5 separate regions of the Mus musculus genome follow, and regions 1, 2, 4 and 5 are each linked to region 3. Evidence: chromatin contacts called from public Hi-C, HiChIP or PLAC-seq and promoter capture Hi-C data. All regions are on one chromosome and are shown on one strand. The core of a region is the stretch at or near the end of the contact, and the rest is flanking DNA. Distances in the headings are between cores, read along the strand shown. Region 1 overlaps Tlcd4 (TLC domain containing 4). Region 2 holds the start of Abcd3 (ATP-binding cassette, sub-family D (ALD), member 3). Region 3 holds the start of Slc44a3 (solute carrier family 44, member 3). Region 4 overlaps Abcd3 (ATP-binding cassette, sub-family D (ALD), member 3). Region 5 holds the start of Arhgap29 (Rho GTPase activating protein 29).

Region 1 (2,700 bases), core at 138-2,637, 330 kb after region 3:
CTCAAAGTGCAAACTTTTAATTCTAGCGAAATCCAGAGTGCCAGCTCACCAGTCATGGCCAGCCCCCTGCATTGTTGCACTTCAGTGTTACAGCAAAAACTTTCATCGAACTTTTCATGTTTTCTTTTTTTTTCTAGAAGTTTTATACTTTTGTATTTTACATATAGGTTTTAAATCTACTTTGAGTTAATTTCTCTGCTGGATATTCTCACAGTGGGGCAGAGGCATTCTTTTTCTGTTGAGTTGCCTAATTAATGTCAGGGTCAGAAGTCACTTGAGTACATCTGTATGTATCTATCTCTAACGCTTCTGTGACTCTGGTTTGTTTCTCTAATACCCCGAGTCTTCATTGTGTCGCTTTACAGAGATTTCCCAGAAGTAGGCATTATGACTCCTCCAGCTGTTCTTTTGTAGTGCGTGGACTCTCCAAGGCCCTTTAAATCATTCTGTGTGGGTGTGGTCACGCACACGTGTGTGTGTGTGTGTGTGTGTGTGTGTGTGTGTGTGTGTGTATGGTTGACATCCGGATGTTTTCATCAGTTGCTTCTCCACCTTACTTACCTTTTTAGACAGCGTTTCTCACTGAGCGCAGTGTTTGCCATTTCAGCAAGATGAGCGGGCCCAGTGCGTTCCCAGGATCTGCCTGCTCTCCGCTCTACCCCGCCCTGCGCGCCCCGCACCCCCCCACCCAACCTGCCTGCTCTCCGTTCCACCCCCCCCCCCCAACCCCCAGCACTAGGGTTACAAACCTTGAGTACCAGGGGATCAGAATCCAAGTCCCCATTCAAGTTGCACAGAAAACACTCCATCTAAAAGAGTCGTGTCCCCAACCCCTCCACACAAGTTGTTATGTGGTCCTTGAGTTCCTCCTTCAGCCTAAGGCACAGAGGAGGAGGGTGTGGGAAGCTGTGCACAATCGCCATTACAAGATGGCGCTGGCTTCCTCAGTGCCTAACTAGTAAACAAGCAATGTGCGCAGGTGCTAGGAGGGCAGATTCCCCAAGCTGCAGACTGTGTGACTTATCTTTGCTTCTCTCATCAGGTGGTTCTTTGAAGCCCTGAAGTACCCCAAGTTTTCCAAAGCCAATGTCATCAATGGAATTCTTATGACGGTGGTCTTTTTCATCGTGCGGATCATTTCGATACCTCCGATGTATTTCTTCCTTTACTCCGTGTACGGAACAGAACCCTACATAAGGTTCGGATTTGTAATCCAGTCTGTCTGGATCGTTACTTGTGTTATTTTAGACGTGATGAATATCATGTGGATGATCAAAATCACGAAAGGATGCATCAAAGTCATCTCCCTCATCAGACAAGAGAAAGCCAAGGATAGCCTTCAGAACGGGAAACTCGACTAAAGGCATGCTTCATCGGACACCTTGCTTCCATAAGCCATCTTCATTCCTCTTTGTCCCGGCCGACACGATGAGCTCCTGCGCCGCTCTGTTAGGCACGGTTGTTACTCATGGTTTCAGTGTTCTTTCCTCTTTTCTTTAATCTTTAGACAAGAGAAAATAAAATTTAGTCTTCATCCCAGGATTTCTTCTTTCCTTCAATATTTTTAAGCATGGATGGAAACTGAAAGGTTTAAACAAAAGTTGTAAGTGGAGTGGGGAAACTTTTCTGAATTCGTCAGTGTTCATGGGGATTATTCTCTGCAGGAAAATGGCTGGTGATTCGGTGGCCTTTGTACACCACCCATTTTATTTTGCTGAAGGACTGAGAACGGCTTTTCAGTCTGCGAGCAGCTCCGTTGGCTGTGCTCCGGTCTTTTCCAACATCAGAGCCTGTGTAGGGTTTCCTTTCTAAGTTGCCAGCACGTCCCTTCCCCAGGCCATCAGAACTGACATGGTTTCATGGGGGTATGCAGTCATCTGTTACGCTACGATAGAGCACTTCTCATGTTGATCCTATCATATTTGAAAATATTTTATGCATTTTTAAGATTTCAGCTGCTTCGTTTCTCTCTGTAGTGCTTTATCCAATTATATTTTGAAAATCTTATAGTCAGGCAAGGTTTAAGACCCATCTTGTGGACCACATGAATGCCGATAGTGAGGACTCCCGGGAACGTGCCTCATCACGCTGCCTTCGCCTGCTTCCGGGTACTTTCCCCATAAAGATCATATTTCTTCTTGCAAAGTTTTCCAAGTTCCAAACCTGACACCAGAACACCAGTCTTGTCTAGAATGTGCGCGCTGGGCATGCTCCTGAAATCGGCCTCATTTTGGTGAGACTAAAACTACAGACAAGTCAGAGTTTGTGCTTTACTTAGAGATTTTACTCAGGCTTGCTTAGTTTGTCTTTGCCTTTTTGTTTTCTTAAAGAGCAGAAGGAAGGAAGGTGACTTACCCCAAGTATTCTGATTATCAAAACTGTCATTCATTGTGAAAAAAAAATCGTGTGTGTGTGCGCGTGTAGTGGGGTGTTTTTCCTTTGATTCTTGCAATCCAAATATAGAATTATATATTTAGCTATTATTGCCTTTATTTATTTTTTTCTGAAGTACTTGACTTTAATGATTGTTCTTAAGATATAGACTTAATCCAATTAGTGGTGAATACTTGAATTTAACTGAACTTAAACCAAAAGATCTAATCCATTTAGAGTATCAGACTGAAGGAGAACGTTTGGCTCTTTCATTATTCATCTTAGGCTGATGAACTAATGGAATGTCATCAAAACATTTAATGTAAT
Region 2 (2,700 bases), core at 85-2,584, 280 kb before region 3:
AGACTCCTTTGGCCTTAGGGTGTAGCTTTGACGTCATCCTATTTGTCAAGTGTTAAGGAAAAGTTCTAGGAAAATTCTAAATTCTCTTATTGGTATTCTCATAGCACTTAGTTCACTTCTCTAAGCTGACACTTAAACTCATCCATATTTTTCTTCATGTTTTTCTTCTGCACCAGCCTCTGGAGAATAAGGGATTGATTGTTCATACTTGTATTCTCTGTGCCAGGCATACCTAATTACCTAAGTGATTCCCAGGGTAATGGGAAAACACACAAACGGCATATGGAGGATTTGGTACAGGCTCTACTTCTGCGTAACTTAGACTTTTGACGATTGTTGAGCACCTGCACACAGCACACACCACGGTGTGTGGTCTTTGCCATTCTCATAACCATTTAACCATTCACACAGAGAAAACACCTAGGCATCACTGTTTCATTGGTTCCTTTTATGCGTAGGCAACATTTATATATTTTGTGAGGTTTTAGAAGCTTCCTTTCTGACACTTGCTTCTCGACAGTTTCTTAAACTGAAAACAGCCATTCATTAAGTTATTGTGCATGCGCTAGACTAAACGCTAGGGATAACACTTTCTGCATGATAGGGGTGGGACAGGAGAAGAATGCTGTAATCTGTAAAGTTCGTCTGCTTCTGGGAGTAAGGCCAGCATTAATACAACGCACGATTGTTATTTCTGAATGTCCCTTTGCAAAGAACAGAGTTTCTCAAACTTTCTTTGACCAGACCTAACATAAAGAAATACATTTTTTTATCGCCATCCTTGTACATATCTACCAAAAAAGAGTAATTGTTTCTTAAAACTCCTTTTTGTCACGCACTCTGAGCTTTTTCCCACTACATTATTTTTATAAAAAAATTAACAGAGTGGTGGACCCGTCCTCCCAAACCGATTTTACAGAACTAGAGACCTAATCCACGGCGACTTGAAATAAGATTATCTGATTGTAGTCTTTCTTTTCCAGGTCTCCCTTCACTCCTTAAGTTGCAAATATTGACCTTTTTAGTGATGGGGCCGTTCCCCTCCTCCCCCGGCTTCTTTAAGAGGGTGGTACCGACCCATCCAGGGGGTGGCGGAGGGGCAGGGCCCACGGAGTCCGTGGCGCAGGCCCGGCCCGCTCTTCCAGTTCTTGTGAAAGAAAGCTAGGGTGTGTGCAAGCAGAGATCGCAAGGCCGAAGCGTGGGCTGCTGGAGACCGGCGCGGAGGACTAGCGTTGTCTGCCCGCCGCGTTTCCGGCCGAGTCCGCGGGGGTCCGCGCGTGCGCAGAGCGTCCCCCCGGGGAACGACCCTTTCGATCGCCCCGCGCCCGCGCGCGCGCCCGGGAAGCCAAAGTCCACGGTGGGCTCGGCGCGGCGGCGCGCGCCAGGGGGCGTTCCCGCGCGGCCGGCCCCGCCCTCTCTCGGCGCCGAGCTATCCTCCCAGTTTCCCCCGCGGTTCCTGCACTGAGGTTGTCGCCGGCGCGTCCCCTATCCCGCGGCTCGCTCGCCCTGCCGGTGCCATGGCGGCCTTCAGCAAGTACTTGACGGCACGGAACACCTCGCTGGCGGGGGCCGCGTTCCTGCTGCTCTGCCTACTCCATAAGCGGCGTCGCGCCCTCGGCCTGCACGGGTGAGGCTCGCGGCCGCGCCGCCTTCCCCGGGCCCGAGCGGGGAGCTCCGGGCGCGCGCCTTGCCCTTCTCTCCCAGGTCCCGAGCTGCGCGGGTGCCCGCGGAACCGGGCCAGCGGTCCCGGAGCCCTGCGGCCCTCAGCCTGGCGGCCGCCGCGCAATCTCAACACCACGGGAGGGAGGAGGACACGCCGCGTCCCTGCGCCCCCGCGCCCCCTCACCATCTCCCCGTGCATGTCAACTTTATGGGTGCATTCTGGTTTTGCCATCTCATCGCCACTGAACGCTAAGGTTTGCGTTCGTTCGGGATGGGCATTTTACTCGCCAGCTCGACTCCGGAGTAGTGGCGGTGGATAGTAGCCAGGGGCGTTCCTGGGGTTTTCTGGGTCCAGTGGGCACGATTTTCTTCTAAAGCGGTGCCCTCTTTTTCCGGAATTGGTCAGTGAATGCCCTCATTTGGAAAGGTTGAATTGGCTCAGCGGTGTGTGGAGGACAAAGTTTCCTCCGTCGACTTTATAGGTGAAAGGTGAAAGTGTGTTTTAGGTGAAGATCACTTGTTAATTACACCATACAGCTACCTGCCTGGAGAGAATGTTAAAGTTTACTTTGAACTTTTGGGAGATTAGGAAAGAAGGGAGAATTGAGTTCTGGGGGTGGGATTACAGGCACAATTTTAACTTCTTGTCGCCCATTTGATTTCAGCGAGCGACAAAGAAAAGGTTACTTCCTAACTAAGCATTCTTACTAGTGTTTGGATATTTAGTGTCCAATCTTAGAATAATGCTTTCATGCATTTTATTTCATCAACCCTCTGGGTAGGTACTATTTATTGTCTCCTGCTTTTGGTTTGCTCGGACTATCTTATTATTAGAATTTGGCCTAAAATACTAGCAGAGAGCTCCATGTATCCTTTCATGAAGTATTTTCTGTCTTATCTACTTTGACTTGCTCATTGGCTGCAGCATTGGCCCTTCTCTTCCTAAATCAGCTTTACAAAATAATGATATGCCTCTCCTTCACATACTATTCGTCCTTTTTAAGGGTTCTTGGAGGGGGACGATTAATTTGAAATATT
Region 3 (2,700 bases), core at 78-2,577:
TCTACTTGAAGGGGGGACTCTAGGGGATGAATTCAGGGCCCCCTGGAAATCCAGCTACTCGTTCTGAGAAGCCTGCATTCAGGAATGTTCTGAGAGCTAAGAGTGAGAAGGAAGATAATTAGCCTGGAAGGGATTCCTCCCCGCACAGCAGAGATCCATTAAGGATCATTACCCTCTAACCACTCCCTGGTTATTTTTTAATATAATATTTGTACTATCTTTTACTATTTCTATACATACATGCAATATATCCTGATGCTATTCGCCTCTAACTTCCACCGAATTACTCACACAAGTCTCTGAGAACATCCCAAAAGAGGAAGCAGAAAGATTGTAATAGCCAAAGGTCGGAGAGGACCAGAGCGAAATAATATCTTCTGAAACATGACGGGACCTCTGCACTTAGTGGGCTAGCAGCCTGACGGTGTGGAGGGGCAGGTAGATGGGTTGGGGCAGAGAAAGGGGACCGAGAAGGAAAGTCCTCCGCAGCCCTTTTTAAAACTCCTCACCTCAGCAGCGCTTTGGTGCCCACCTGAATGTTGAAGAGAAAACTGTTCTTGCCAGGGACATTCACACTGGATGTGCTTCAAAGGGTGCCCACTGGAAAATCAGATGATGATGCAAAGAGGAGGGAAGTGAGCACCCCACACACAAAAGGGAGAGAAAGAGACCTACTGATAGACAGACAGAGAGAGAGAGAGGAGAGAGGAGAAAGACAGGAGAGAGAGAGAGAGAGAGAGAGAGAGAGAAAGAGAGAGAGAGAGAGAGAGGGAGGGAGGGAGGGAGGGAGGGAGGGAGGGGGAGAGGAAGAGGGAGAGGGAAGGAGGGAGGAAGAGAGAGAGAAAGGAGAGAGAGAGAGACAGGAGAGAGAGAGAGAGAGAGAGAGAGAGAGAGAGAGAGAGAGAGAGAGAGATATTAAATCAGTCCTCTGAGGGCTTTGTGTTCCTGGGACTCACGCTGGAGAAGATTCAGCCTTATAGAAATAGCAGCTGGAATGATAGACACTGAGCCCCTTGACAGAGTGTCGCCATTGCTGTCTGATCTTAGCTCAAGGATGACAACAGATTGCAACTTGATGCGCCTGGAAGAGAACTGGTGAACCTTTCAGGGCAGGATTCGGCACACACAAAGCACCACTTACCTGTGTGTGACACACCCCTGCAAGCTCCCCGCCCTCAGGAATGATCCCTGAGGCCTCACTTCTAACTCCAGGCGCTGGCAACGGGCCCAGGCGTCGCACAGTGGTCAGGAGCACTTCCTGGGAACCGGTGCTGCGCAGGTGCCACCCCCGCTCCCAGCAGGTCCTCCCAGCCTAAAGCCACCACGGAAAGGGCGTGTCTAGGGGACCAGCGCCCTGGACCTCTAGGAGGCGCTGAGCCCTGCTCGCCCTGCCGCCCCTCCTGGGCCACTTGGCCCGGTCGCCGCACCTCTGTCCCGTGTGCAAGGCGACCACCGCCGCCGCCAATCCCAGATGCCGGGTACCATGCAGTGCTTGGGCGCCGAGTACCTGGTAAGAGCGACAACTTGAGTCCTGAGAGAAGCGGCCTCTGCGGGCACCTACCTGCACAGACAGGACGCTTCCGGCTCCTCTGTCCTTTGGGAGATAAACCACTTTCTCTCAGTGACACCGCTCCTTTAAAGACACCTGGCACTGAGGACCCAGTACCTGACACAAGTGTTGGGCTGAGGCCAGGAAGGCGCAAGGGACTAGGGGGTGAGGGGTGTCTTACCTCTAGTAAGAACTTGGCCCCCGGGGGGGTTTCACATCCATCCTGCAGAGAGCTGATCTTCCCCAGTGATAGAGTTGAGTTGCTTTAGCAGCCTTTGGAGAGGTTTCGGTTCGGTTGATTTCACCTAACTGTTTCTCTTGCTTTTCTCAACTCTCCGTTTTCCTGGAAGGTTTCTGCAGAGAAAACAAGGCAAAGAGAATGGCGACCCCAAATTTATAGAAAATGCACCGATACACCGTGGCTAGTCTTGTTCTTTCTCTTTTGGACTGGTTTGGTAAGTATGGCTGCTTGGCAGGCCTAAATCCCGGGTGTGTGTCCAGATACAAGTGTGTCTTAGACGTTACTGGTTTAAAGTTTATGCTGCAAGGACAAACTTCTGTGATTGGTTTAGAATGACCATGAGTTAAGAAATTCTTGTTCTGGGATTTCACAATCTCCTAAACTCTCTGGGAAGACTGCCTTCCTGCCGGAGACCAAGATTTATTGGGTAATTCCATTAGGATATGGAGAATCACAGCTTGCAGCAGTGCCTTTCTTCTTTGGCTTTGTAAGCTCTCAGAGTGGAAGTCCTTTTACATCATCCATACCCCTCAGTCAAGTATTTCTCAACATTTGCTGTTTTCTAGCATAGGAAAAAGTCAAGGTCTAGAAAGAGACTGCTTTTTTAAAAACTGTGTACACACAGAGTTATACACACACACACACACACATACATGCACGGCCTTGATCTACTGTGTTTAACTTGATGCAACCCCTCTCATAGCACACTTGTATACACGATCGATGGTAGACCCTACCAGACCCTGCCGTGACATCCGAGGAGTCTCTCAGAGCTGAGTCTTGACACTTATTCTTAGAGCTTCATTCACTTTGTTCAAAGGCTGTGCTAATGAAGTCACCCATGCCGGGTTGGGTCATGCTGTGTGCTGTATAGTTAATGATTCACTCAGGTTGCCCTATAATATCTACC
Region 4 (2,700 bases), core at 101-2,600, 260 kb before region 3:
AGGAGAAACAGGCCATGAACTTGACTGTCCTTGTGGCTGAGATGATGACCTGGGTTCAGCTTGTGTGTTTCAGTCAGAATTAAGGAATGATGTTCCCCTTAAAGCCAGACAGAAAAGATCAACAATAAAAGGAACAACAACTTAAAAAGAATTATTTTTAAATTCACACCACCCCCCCCCCCCAAGCTCATGCCTAGTAGCATTCACTCCTTGTTACCCCTGGCAACTGCTCATTTACTGTTTGTCTATTGATTTGCCTGCTCTGGGGCATTTAATGTTAATGCGATCATTCAGTACGTGTGGTCCTGCAGGCCTTTCACTTAACATGATGTTTTCAGGTTTCTTCATATTGTTACTATACTATTTTATGCTGAGTAGTATTGTGTTGTGTGGGTTATATCACCAGGTAAGGGATTTTTACATTAACATAAACATGAAGCTTATGAGTAGTGCAGCTGTGGTCTATAACAGGATGGAATTTGGGGTTATGCAGTAACTAAGTTGACATTCTTTTCAAATAAATGGCATTTATCCCTGTGTCAGTTTATTGGCTTTAATATCTGTACTATTAGTATGGTTTTGAATGTAATTCTTATACCTAGTATGTATTACTATATAGGCTATTATATAAAGTTTAATTTGCTTTCCTTTTCTTCCTTAAAATTATTTCTAGAATTGACTAATAAGCATCAAAGTGATTATTACCCTGTTACATCCTTTAAGCCCCACCCGCTTCTCTCTATCTTGGTCTGTCTGTCTGTCTCTTTGTCCACTCTGACTATCAAATTGTAGCAAAATTTATTTCTCCATTAAGGCCACTCCCCCCACCCCTTGTTTTTTATTTGAGACAAGGTTTCACTTTGTAGCCTTGGCTGGCCTGGCTGGCATTGAACTCACAGAGGTCTGTCTACCTCTGCCTCCTGGGTGTGGGTTTAGAGGCAGGCACCACCATGCCTGACCTACTAGTAATATTTTAAGAGAGGGACGGAGTTGGGACAACTTGAGGGAGATGGTTCTCTTTTTCACCCCATGGTTGACTAGGGGTCTGGAAAGGGCTGGGAAGGATGTGTTCTGGGGTAGCTTGTAGTTTTTGGGTTTCTCTTTTCTACTCTCCCAGTCTAAGGATAGTAAAGGAGATATTCCCACCAAAAGCTATAGATGCCACTTTCTCCTTATCTTTGTAGAAGGTTGTAGATTTATTTGAAAATAAATCTCTAAGGGAGGAGCCACTATCTTATCTCAAACTCTGTCCTGACAACAGATTCATGACCTCTCTAGTCCTTTAGCCCAGTGCTTTGTAGGCACCTCTGCCTTTTGTCATTCGTTTTCTTTCTCAGGTCTTGATGCTAAGTGTGCACTCCATTGTCCTCAGCACTGGGTGTGTGCACTCAGACTTGCTGTTCTTTGTGCTTTAATCCCTCTACTTTGTCACATTTCAGTGTGGAGATCTTTCTGTGTCTCACTGCCCAAATTACTCTTTTTCTCATGACTCTGGCTAGTCGATCTGTAATTACTTCTTCATTTACTTTTGTCTGTGTTCCTCTTATTAGAAATGGATTGAATATAGTAAGGAGCTTAGGAATTTATGAGTTAGAATCTGCAGATTGTTGTATATTGAAAACATTAAGTGATAAATCTAGTAACCCAGAAGGCAGGCAGGCAGGCTGGCTGACTCTCTCTCTCTCTCTCTCTCTCTCTCTCTCTCCTTCTCCCTCCCTCCCTCCTTCTCCCTCCCTCCCTCCCTCCCTCCCTCCCTCCCTCCCTCCCTCCCTCCCTCCCTCTCTCCCTTTCTTTCCTCCCTCCCTCCCTCCCTCCCTCCCTCCCTCCCTCCCTCCCTTTTTGTTTTTTTCTAGACAGGGCTTCTCTGTGTAGCCCCAGCTGTCCTGGAACTCTCTGTAGACTACGCTGGCCTAAAATTCAAGAGATCCACCTGCCTCTACCTCCAGAGTGCTGGGATTAAAGGTGTGAGCTACCACTGCCCAGCAGACATTTCTTAAAATTAGGGAAAGTCACGTTTAAGATTTTTTTTTAAAGTTTCTATTTATTAAGAAGAGTCTGGGGCATGGCAGTGGTGGTGGTGCATGAAGCCTTTGGTTCAACCCTGTCACTGCAGAAGATAAACTAAGCAGTAGCTACTTGGTCACTTCTCACTCTGCGCTTCTCAGAGCTTCGGCTGCGCTTTTCCCTTGAGTACTTACACTCTTCTCTCAGAGAGCACACCTCCTCTCTCTTTCTCCTGTTAGGTAATTCTGTCTTCTTGGAATCTGAATACGGAGAGCTGCTCAAGTGTGTGCTATAAATCCAGCTGTCCATCTTAATGGTTGTCTGCAGTGACAGGAAGTGTGGCCCCGTGACCACTGTGCGTCTGTCGCAGTTCCCTTAGATGTGATTCTATAATCACTGTTGCAGCTATCTTAAACTCGGCTCTTTATTTATTTTTTTTTCTTAAAGATTTATTTATTTATTTTATGTTTATGAGTATACTTTAGCTGTCTTCAGACACACCAGAAGAGGGCGTCAGATCTCATTACAGATGGCTGTGAGCCACCATATGGCTGCTGGGATTTGAATTTAGGACCTCTGGAAGATCAGTCAGTGCTCTTTTTTTTTAAAGATTTATTTATTTATTATATGTAAGTACACTGTAGCTGTCTTCAGACACTCCAGAAGAGGGAGTCAGATCTCGTTACGGATGGTTGT
Region 5 (2,700 bases), core at 69-2,568, 440 kb before region 3:
CACTGGGAAAAAAAGCTCACACAGGAATCAAGTGTAAAGGTCTTTAACTACACTTTTAAAAAACACTCTACAAAAACAGAACGGGAGCATGTCGGGAACAGCTTTATCCTTAACAACGTCTAAAGTAAGATATACAACACACATTTCATTCCTGTGCAGTCTGAACCCAGCAGGATAACTAAAAAAGAAAGAAAAAGGAAAAGGAAAAAGAGGGAGAAAAAGCTGCCCTGCCCCCCACGCCTCCAGAATGTCTAGCATTCCTGGCAAGGAGGGCTCGCCTCTGATCAGCCAAAACCACCCAATGCCAAAGCGCACGTTCCCTATGCCTGACTTCATGCATACAGAGGAAAGGAGAGAAACGAAAAAGGCCAGCCAACATCGATAGTGTCAGACAAAAGACTCAACTAACAAGAGATAGTCACAGAGGCCTTAACAGGTAACAATCCTGTCTCCAAAAATTTGTTTGGTGTGTTATCTCTCAAAGGTGAAAAACCGATAAGGAGAGACTGTCATCGGCCACTAGAATTCTACCTTCAAAATTCCAGGTCTTGAGCACATGCATCCATAAATGTTTTAAAATTAAAACCATCAAACCTCCAAACATATTCAAAACAAAATGAGAACACACCAAGACACTGAGAGTGTGCTCAAACAAAAATATTCTCTAAACACAAAACATAGAAGACAACAATATGCACGATGGGACTCCTAAAATACTTTGGGACTGAGCACCCCATCTGGAGCGAGAATTGCTGGCGGGGTTGGCGGGAGCACACTGCTCCAGAGCAAAAAGCACGGATTCTGGGGCAAGGGCGCATAGGATTAAGCCTTGATACTGTCAATTACTACTTTGGGCAGATTTTTCACCTCAGCTTCCCTGTTTGAGAAATGAGTTCAAGGGTCATGGAGCTGTCCTGAGAATTAAAGGAGTTACAAATTGGGAAGTTTCAGTACTCGGTAGGTAAATACGAGCTAACTGGCAGCTTTACTTAGAATACCATCTGCTCACCCCTGCAGGTCCTTAACTCACAGTCCAGTTCCTAAGCTTAGCGAGGACTAAGAGCACCGAGAACTAGCCGCACATTCGGACCCAGACTCGATAGCAACTCAGGGGAACCCCAACTCAGCAGCCTCGGTGGAAACGAGCACCACCGCCCCTCACTCACCGTGGGGCTCCATCCTGTATCCCCCGTGCCGACTTCAGATGAACGCCCACAGCCTGGCGGCGGCGGCTCGTGCCGCCTAGGGCTCAAACTTGCTGCCTCCATCCTCCATGCCGGGCCGAGCCAGCACTGCTGTGAGGCAGCTGGGGCAGAGGTGCTCCGCCCTGGCCCCACCTCTGCCCCGCCCCAGCCCACCCCCTGGGGCTCAGCCCATTGGCTCAAACTCGCAGGGGCGGGGACAGAGCGCAGAGAAGGTAGAGGAGCCCGGGGTGTGGTAGTCTGTCAGCAGCTTCTGGTCTGACAGGGTCTCCTCACAGAAGACATTGCTTAGGAAAAGTCACCTTAGAACTGGATTTGCTAATAGGCATTCTTGGGTGGTGTATTTCCTGGACCACTTTCATCTTCTGTCACCAAATCCCGAAATGATACGAGCTGAAGACGAAGGCTCCACTCAGGTAACATGCAACAAGGCCTACCTAGCCCTAATTCCAAAAGAATTAACTACATCGAAACCAGACAACCATTCAGCCCCTTATAAAGGGCAGAATTTTCCACCAAGGCCCGTGTTTGGTCAACTGCCTTTTCAAACTCACCTCAGGATATATGAAGGAATGGTTTAAAAAGCAGCAGGTCCCTCGAAATACAAGGACTCTTGAATTCAACACAGAAAGCTAAGCTAGAGAAAAACATGGGGAGGGTGCCTGTGGGAACAGTATAGAGACAGAAAAATGGCCACCTGTGGGAGGAAAAGGATCCAGGGCAGTGTGAGGGGAGGTGAAAGAACGGGCAGCAAACCCCAAGAGAGAAACAAGCAAAGAAAGAAGAGAGTAGGACCCAAGGAGACCAGAAAATAAGACAGAAATACTGTAGGCCCAACAAGTGAGGCATTGAATCAGGAGAAATTTCTGAAAAACAGACACTTAAATTTTCCAATTATTACCAGAAAAACAGCCCCCTTAGTGTAACTTGAAAGGATAAATATGGAATTGCTTGGTTACTTTAGCTCTACAGTGGATTTTTAAGATTCATACAAATATATCCCTTCTGCCCTCAAACACAAAATACCAAATTTGCGCTCCAAATATTCAGGAACCTCTCAAAACCAGACTACTTTTAATTGCATTCGGGGAAAAAAAGTAGCAAAGACTTTTAGCATGGAAACTGATGTTTGAACTTTTAAAGCAAGCTACTAAGAGGAAAGGCATCCTCAAGAATAAAGGGGGTGAGAGTACGACTACAGTTAGAAACACACATTTGGGGGGAAATGGTAAGAAGTGGCTGCTTCAAGTGGTTCTTAGCTGCTCACACCCCCATTAAGTTATTTAAAAATATGTCAATTCTCTTTTTATACATCTGCCATTCCATTTAATAAAGAAAACTGAGTTGAAGTTGGTGGCACATTTCTGTAGTCCTACAATTTAGGAGATAGAGGCAGATGGATCAAGATTCCAAAGCCAGTCTCAGCTACCCAATGAGTTCCAGGCCAGCCTAAGGCTACACAAGAGTCTATCTCACTGAGCTCCCAGCCACCACCGAT

Evidence for each region. Promoter capture Hi-C pulls out the DNA fragments that hold promoters and counts their contacts. A called contact is a pair of places that touch in the nucleus more often than the background predicts. HiChIP or PLAC-seq counts read pairs in DNA pulled down with a chosen protein or histone mark.
Region 1: a contact with region 3 is called in an H3K27ac HiChIP or PLAC-seq map of embryonic stem cells, with 4 times the contacts expected there. The contact joins the enhancer-like site here to the promoter of Slc44a3 in region 3. A contact is called at or near these places in 3 of 39 promoter capture datasets (liver and pre-B cells), 1 of 115 datasets of contacts at active chromatin or transcription factors (embryonic stem cells) and 2 of 9 other capture datasets (embryonic stem cells and liver).
Region 2: a promoter capture Hi-C map of the SN4741 cell line shows a contact between it and region 3, with 4 times the contacts expected there. The contact joins the promoter of Abcd3 here to the promoter of Slc44a3 in region 3. A contact is called at or near these places in 25 of 39 promoter capture datasets (the 3T3-L1 cell line, 3T3-L1-derived adipocytes, the C10 cell line and 15 more), 1 of 15 datasets of contacts at CTCF or cohesin (the NIH/3T3 cell line), 4 of 484 Hi-C or Micro-C datasets (CD4 T cells, bone marrow-derived macrophages, nephron progenitors and 1 more), 24 of 115 datasets of contacts at active chromatin or transcription factors (DN3 thymocytes, acute myeloid leukemia, bone marrow-derived dendritic cells and 15 more) and 4 of 9 other capture datasets (adipose tissue, liver, macrophages and 1 more).
Region 4: an H3K4me3 HiChIP or PLAC-seq map of embryonic stem cells shows a contact between it and region 3, with 24 read pairs. The contact joins the enhancer-like site here to the promoter of Slc44a3 in region 3. A contact is called at or near these places in 24 of 39 promoter capture datasets (the 3T3-L1 cell line, 3T3-L1-derived adipocytes, the C10 cell line and 14 more), 2 of 15 datasets of contacts at CTCF or cohesin (the NIH/3T3 cell line and embryonic stem cells), 3 of 484 Hi-C or Micro-C datasets (bone marrow-derived macrophages, embryonic fibroblasts and embryonic stem cells), 18 of 115 datasets of contacts at active chromatin or transcription factors (acute myeloid leukemia, bone marrow-derived dendritic cells, bone marrow-derived macrophages and 8 more) and 3 of 9 other capture datasets (adipose tissue, liver and pancreatic islet).
Region 5: a contact with region 3 is called in a Hi-C map of nephron progenitors, with 4 times the contacts expected there. The contact joins the promoter of Arhgap29 here to the promoter of Slc44a3 in region 3. A contact is called at or near these places in 10 of 39 promoter capture datasets (the 3T3-L1 cell line, the HPC-7 cell line, HPC-7-derived erythroid cells and 5 more), 1 of 15 datasets of contacts at CTCF or cohesin (embryonic stem cells), 32 of 484 Hi-C or Micro-C datasets (the C2C12 cell line, the HL-1 cell line, the HPC-7 cell line and 13 more), 3 of 115 datasets of contacts at active chromatin or transcription factors (embryonic stem cells and stem cell-derived neural progenitor cells) and 1 of 9 other capture datasets (embryonic stem cells).

The regions. Positions count from the first base shown.
Region 1 is chr3:121,205,813-121,208,512 of GRCm38.p6, reverse strand. Tlcd4 (TLC domain containing 4) reads left to right here. Exons shown (of 8, transcript NM_001355678.2): 8 at 1,043-2,700. The coding sequence ends at 1,361. Among named protein-coding and RNA genes, the nearest start is that of Rwdd3, 35 kb to the right of the region's middle. Within about 2 kb of position 1,387, at least 18 of the 459 cell types and tissues checked have an H3K27ac peak or open chromatin away from gene starts, as enhancers often do. A contact at or near this core is called in embryonic stem cells, where this site is marked.
Region 2 is chr3:121,813,936-121,816,635 of GRCm38.p6, reverse strand. Abcd3 (ATP-binding cassette, sub-family D (ALD), member 3) reads left to right here and starts at 1,334. Exons shown (of 23, transcript NM_008991.3): 1 at 1,334-1,627. The coding sequence starts at 1,518.
Region 3 is chr3:121,530,971-121,533,670 of GRCm38.p6, reverse strand. It overlaps Slc44a3 (solute carrier family 44, member 3), which reads left to right and starts at 1,327. Exons shown (of 15, transcript NM_145394.3): 1 at 1,327-1,510; 2 at 1,900-2,004. The coding sequence starts at 1,472. It overlaps Gm38684 (a long non-coding RNA gene), which reads right to left and starts at 2,094. Exons shown (of 2, transcript XR_376017.4): 1 at 1,731-2,094; 2 at 1,207-1,594. It overlaps A530020G20Rik (a long non-coding RNA gene), which reads right to left and starts at 727. Exons shown (of 2, transcript XR_867597.1): 1 at 533-727; 2 at 1-96.
Region 4 is chr3:121,793,066-121,795,765 of GRCm38.p6, reverse strand. The region is part of intron 2 of Abcd3 (ATP-binding cassette, sub-family D (ALD), member 3); the gene reads left to right. Among named protein-coding and RNA genes, the nearest start is that of Abcd3, 21 kb to the left of the region's middle. Within about 2 kb of position 1,350, at least 14 of the 459 cell types and tissues checked have an H3K27ac peak or open chromatin away from gene starts, as enhancers often do. A contact at or near this core is called in embryonic stem cells, epiblast stem cells and extraembryonic endoderm stem cells, where this site is marked.
Region 5 is chr3:121,966,424-121,969,123 of GRCm38.p6, reverse strand. It overlaps Arhgap29 (Rho GTPase activating protein 29), which reads right to left and starts at 1,318. Exons shown (of 23, transcript NM_001356524.1): 1 at 1,167-1,318.